2 separate regions of the Mus musculus genome follow, and region 1 is linked to region 2. The links are chromatin contacts, called in public HiChIP or PLAC-seq maps. All regions are on one chromosome and are shown on one strand. The core of a region is the stretch at or near the end of the contact, and the rest is flanking DNA. Distances in the headings are between cores, read along the strand shown. Region 1 has its middle 34 kb from the start of Cgnl1. Region 2 holds the start of Polr2m (polymerase (RNA) II (DNA directed) polypeptide M).

Region 1 (2,858 bases), core at 186-2,685, 320 kb after region 2:
ATGAAATATGAAGGGGCTTCGGGTTGTTACCACTGTACCAAAGAGTTACAAACACTCAAATCCCTTTAAATCCCAGCTAAGTTTTAACAGCAGCAGCAGCAGCAACAATAACAACAACAACAACAACAGCATTTCTGTATGCACAGAGGTCTGCCTGTGGGGTTTACTGTAATATCTGTGTCCATGATGCTCTAGGCATCTGCATAAGGTGTTGCATAGAAGGGGATTTTTTTTCCTGAACACAGCAATAGTTCTTTAATGCAATTCTGTTTTGCTCTGCATCGATGTTTTGCCTGCACATATGTCTGTGTGAGAACATCAGATTCCACCTAGAACTAGAGTTTTAGACAGCTGAGAGCTGCCATGTGGGTGCTAGGAATTAAACTTCGGTCCGCTGGAAGAGCAGCCAGTGCTCTCTGAGCCATCTCTCCAGCCCCATGGCATTTTTAAAAAAAGCAGCATTTTATTAAGTTCTTGGATTATAGAGATGGTTCAGCTGTTAGGAGAACATACTGCTCTTGCAGAGGACTTGAGTTTGGTCGTTCAGAACCCATACCGAGTGTAACTTCAGCTCCTCCAGGCCAGACCTCCCCCCTACACACACACTCTCACACACATACACAGAGAAACACTCACACACACACACATACACAGAGAGAGAGAGACTCACACACACACACACACACACACACACATACAGAAAGAGAGAGACTCACACACACTCACACACACACACACACAGAGAGAGAGAGACTCACACACACAATACACTGATTTTAAGAAATGAAATGGTACTTCACAGATGGCTACTTACTATCATAAGATAGTTCTTTTTTAAAGGTATCTCTTTGGTTCTGTGGCTGCTTGTTTTGAGACAGCTTTGCTCTCCAGTCCACTATGGGTCCTCCTGACTCTGCCTCCCAGACACTGGGATGACAGGTGTATGCTCTTGGAAGCATCTCTTAAACTATAATCCACAAAGCTCAGGGTGGCACTTTGTATTGTTTTCACACAGCCCAGAGCCTTTCCAAGCGTCTCATTTTCCCTGCTATTAACAGCTTCTGTTATGCTAAGGCTGGTTGAAACTTTGGAGCAAAGGAAAGCGACCAAGTGCTGGTGGAGAGCTGGGTCCTCCCTCACAGAGCTGAAAGCAGGGATGGAGAGAGCAGAGTGAGGAGGGGGGACTGGACAAGGGGAAAGAGGACAGACTGCTTCTCTCACTGTGTGCCCTCTCCACCCTCAGTCATGCCAGGGTGCGGCTGCCTGGCCTGGGTAGGAAGCCATGCCCCTTGGTGTCCCTGGAAGTCCCCCCTCAGGGTGAACTGCCTGCAACACTACACTGCTTCGTCACCTGGACCCTGAGAGTCCCTGACCCCTCTCCTGACCCTTTGACATCAGTCAGACTTCCTCCTCATGTAACAGGAACCAGGAGTCTGAGACCAGTGACGCCTCAGTGACTCATGGCCTGCTCCCTAAAGAAGTTCCGGGCAGCTCACACTAGAGGTAGATAGTCCCACGGTGCTGGGACAAGCAGGACAGCTACTCCTTGCTGTTTTGACTTCCTGCTTCTTTTCCATAGCAGGCCTCCTGAATAATGGGCACATCTAAGGCTAGGCCAGAGCCAGCCTGGTGACTTGCCTGGGTCTCAGGCTCCTGTCCTTGCATGTCACCCTAGGAGCTTCCAGAATCCTAGAACCATGTGGCCAGTGAAGAAGGCTTCCTGTCCCACCTGTGTGAGACAGCCAGCCAGTCTCTTTTCCCTTCCAGTTCTCCAACTCCACAGCTCTCCAAGCCCTTGACACAGATGACATAAATACAGGCAAAGGGTGCTGCACTGTTTAAAGCTGCCTGGCTGGCCTAGATATGACCTCTGATCTTCCATCTCCAGCCCTGATTGACAGCCATCTCAGGATATGATGGGGAGTGGAGGTGGGCTTTGTGAAAGACCCCTGTTCTGTACCTGTGCCTCCGGACAAAGATAATACATTCAGAGACAGATTCAGGTCTCTAACAAGGAAAATAGTTACTAGACATAAAGAAATCTTTGTCAACTAGATGGGTTAGTAAGTGGACTGGCTCTTGTCCCTTATTATCAAATCGGGTCAGCACTTCATGGTCAAGCCAGTGTGGATCCAGGCAGGCTCAGTTAACTCTTCTGACCATTCTATACAGCCTTGACCCCTTGGGAGAGTCAGCCGTTGTGTGGTGGCACCACCTGGTGGTAATGTATGGAGTAACTCCTCCAGGGACTTGAGTTTCTGAAGACACTGTTAAACTGCTTTAAACCTGTGCAGGCCCTGTATGTACTGCCATAGTTTCTGTGAGTTCATATGTGTTTCAGCAGACAGGTTCATAGCACTGAAATGGGGAAGTGGACATGAGCTTCCCTTCCTAACAAAGAGGTTATTTCCAATGAACAACAGGAAAAAATGAATTTCTCCAATTTAGTCTCACTGAGTATATTAACTACAGCTAATAACAGACTCTGTTAGTGTCCAGCAGTGATGACCAACAGGAAATGAACTCAACAGCATTATTATAGGCTTTTTTGGTTCATATTTCTTAATTTGGGCCTGTTTGTGTGTGCACACGTGTGTGCACATGTTTATGTGTACGTGTTACTGCTTGCATACTACATTTTTTTCAGTTTTGTCTTTTTATTGTGTATGATTCTGTTTCTGTGCATATATATATGCATACATATGTGTATATATATATATATATATATATATATATATATTTGTGTGTGTGTGTGTGTGTGTGTGTGTGTGTATTTTAGTTTTTTCAAGACAGGGTTTCTCTGTATAGCCCTGGCTGTCCTGGAACTCACTCTGTAGACCAGGCTGACCTCTAACTCA
Region 2 (3,038 bases), core at 435-2,934:
GTAAGAAACAACTGAAACTTATATTTAAATTTGGGTCTTAACTCTACCCATACATTCCAAGCCTCCTAAAAATATAAAATAATGGTCTTAAGCACTTAGGAAAACATGGTTAGCCTGTACAATAAATATATGATAAGGACCAGTGGGTTTTAAGCCATGGTCTCTGAACCCCGATGAACTGAGGAATGCCAGAGGTTACATAATGGGATAACATCACTATCTTACAAAGGAAGATGGACTTGCTTATGTGGTTCTGTGTTTGAAAGAATTCTCAGTTGCTTCTGGCAAACTGCTAATATTTCTAGACTCAGCATATATAAACAGGAGTTCTTTGAGATGCCAAATAACTCTTAAAGAGTATAAAAATGTTCCAAGACCAGAAGGTTAATTCACTGCTAAAATTAACAACCCAATCTTGAAAAGTCAAAATACCTACCTGTTTCTAGTAGGAACCCCTCCTGCCAAATGGTCATTGGCTCCTTTCCCTCAGTGACAAAAATTCCCTTTCTGGTTCTTTTCCTTGGTTATATAACAAACAGGAGAAGGGGGCTAAACCTTGGGTCCTCTATTTTTCCTGATACATTTATTCCCACGTTTTCAACAGTATTAATGCCTCTCTGCAACTGAGTTCCTCTCGGTTTTTTTCAGCCTTCTCTCTCTTGTGCCTAATACTCATTCCTCTGGGTTTTAATCGGTTGGCTTTTAATTAACTAAATGCCTGCAATTACTCCCTCAACTGAATACGCCCAAAATAAAAAATTAACCTAAAATCCATCCCTCTCTCCCAATTTTCCCATTATTCTTTGTTGCTCCCCAGAAACTTCAACCACCTGTTAACTATTAATATATATTTGTCTCCAAATTATTACACCAGTTCCCCCAATCCCTCGATTGCCTTCATGGTCCATTTTTCCCTCCTTGCTGAAAAAAAAACCTCTCAGAAAATATCCTTTTGGCGTCTTCCTTCAATCCTGTTCCTAAACAAAGCTGCCTTTAGGCAATCAGCTATCATCTTCTCCCCACTACGCATGAACCAAACTTTCCAGCCCGCTCTCCAAATCTATGGTTGGGGAAAGAGTGGGGCTTCAGATAGAGAGAAGGAAATCCCACACGTTCCGATCAAGAGGCTTTGGTACCGGAGCTCGTTCAAAGCTGTAGTGCGAACATGAAATCGAGCAGGCGCGGCTGCCGAGTGAGGGCCGGGCAGCATGGAGCCATGCCCGCGCACAGGACAGGCCTGGCTCGGGAGGCCTGGCCACGCAAGGTCACCTTCGCGCGCCAGGCCGCGGGGCGGGGCGGGAGACCAAGTCCCCGGATCCCGATCCCTGAGAGCCTGTTCCCTGATCCCGATCCCCCGCAACCGCGACCCCAGGGCCACCGCTTACTCGTTGCGCAAAAGTCTCTCCTGGCGCCTCAACCTCTCCCGCAGCTCCGCCGAACTCTGCCGCCCCAAGTCCTCGGGAGCTGGGGGCTCGAAGCCGCGGGGCAGCGAGAACATTGCGCACGGGCTGCGGCTGGCGCGGCGGGCAGGGATCCCCGGCGGGGCCCACGGCGGGCGCTGGCTCCGCGGCCGGCGGCGACTCTGGAGCGCGAGCGGGAGTCGCCATTTTCCCGGAAGAGCACGGCTTCTCCGAGCCGAAGGGAGCTTTATTGAAATGCCGGAAACGGACAGGCCAGGACGAGGGGACGCCCGAGGAAGCGTGCAGGGGCGGAAGTTACATCACCGCCAAGGCGTCTGGGTTTGGCGGGCTTTCTCTGGATGGGCCTTTTGCTTTCCCGGCTTTTCGCCTGTGCACTGGGAAATATAGGACACTCAAGTCAAAGACTTACAAACTCACTTCTAATAAGTAAAATATGACGAAAGTAATAGAGCGTCGCATCTACGATTAAGCAATCAAAGTTTTGGACAAAAAATTTACAGGGATTCCTGAATGGACATTAATCACAGTTAAAATAAATAACGGGGTTATAATGATGGCTCAGTGGCTAAGAGGGCATACTGCTTTTGCAGTATGCCAGAGTTTGGGTACCAGTGCCCCTGTTGGGTAGCTTACAAATGCCTTTAGACTGCAGCTCCAGGGCACTTCACAAACTCTGGCTTCTCCAGACACCTGCGCACAAACACACACACATTAACATAATTTAGTCTTCAAAAAATAACAAGTGACCAATATAGCTAGCTATAATAAAATGCATATTAGAAACAATATAGTCAGGTATGGTCGTGCATGCCTTTAAGTCTGGCTGACTGAGTTCAAGGCCAGCCTGATCTACATAGTGAATTCGAGGTTGCAAAGTGACTCTGTCTCAAACAAAACAAGATTTGAATATTTGAGCAAGTCAGAATATCAGGAATTAGAAAGGTCGACCATGTCAACTGTTGGAAATAATGAAGAGCGACTGAGATTCCTACAGACTGCTAATGGGGGAGCAGAGGATGCAAAATAGTACAGCGTCTTTGGCAAGTAGTTGGACAGTTTCTGATTCGGGCTTTGCTGCCCTGCCCCTTTTTTATTGCTAGGCAGTATTGCATTGTGAGTTGTGTGTTTATGCTGAAGGATATTTGAGTTGTTTTCAGTTCTTAATGATCACAGATCAAGTCACTGTCAACATTTTTAATAGATGTTCATGTCAACATAAACTCTCATTTCTCTTAAGAGTGGGCTTATTAAGCCATATTAACAAAGGGAATAGAAAGGAAGAACGGCTCCACTCTTGACTTCCACGGCCTGAGAAATTCCTCTAATCTTTTAGGGATTTCAAACCAGGGTTTGTAACTTTGATGCTGAAAATATTCAGGACTAGGAGAATAGGAGTCTAATAAAAAATATTTTCATACAGGCCTAAGTATGAGTGTTCAGAGATATAAAAGTGCTCAAATGGAACATATACCCAGAGATGGGCATGGGCTTCTCAGGGAGAGTCACATTTCATTGTTTTTATAACACTTATACCTGATGGACTTCGAAACAATTATCTTTGAAGCATTGCTAAGAGATCTAAGAGACCACAGCATGTAGTTAGTTCTGGACAGTTAG

What was found. HiChIP or PLAC-seq counts read pairs in DNA pulled down with a chosen protein or histone mark.
Region 1: an H3K4me3 HiChIP or PLAC-seq map of bone marrow-derived macrophages shows a contact between it and region 2, with 4 times the contacts expected there. The contact joins the enhancer-like site here to the promoter of Polr2m in region 2. A contact is called at or near these places in 2 of 39 promoter capture datasets (hippocampal neurons and liver) and 2 of 115 datasets of contacts at active chromatin or transcription factors (bone marrow-derived macrophages and trophoblast stem cells).

The regions. Positions count from the first base shown.
Region 1 is chr9:71,804,411-71,807,268 of GRCm38.p6, forward strand. It overlaps a transcript of Cgnl1 not described here. Among named protein-coding and RNA genes, the nearest start is that of Cgnl1, 34 kb to the left of the region's middle. Within about 2 kb of position 1,436, at least 55 of the 459 cell types and tissues checked have an H3K27ac peak or open chromatin away from gene starts, as enhancers often do. A contact at or near this core is called in bone marrow-derived macrophages and trophoblast stem cells, where this site is marked.
Region 2 is chr9:71,484,299-71,487,336 of GRCm38.p6, forward strand. It overlaps Polr2m (polymerase (RNA) II (DNA directed) polypeptide M), which reads right to left and starts at 1,685. Exons shown (of 4, transcript NM_178602.3): 1 at 1,386-1,685. The coding sequence starts at 1,498.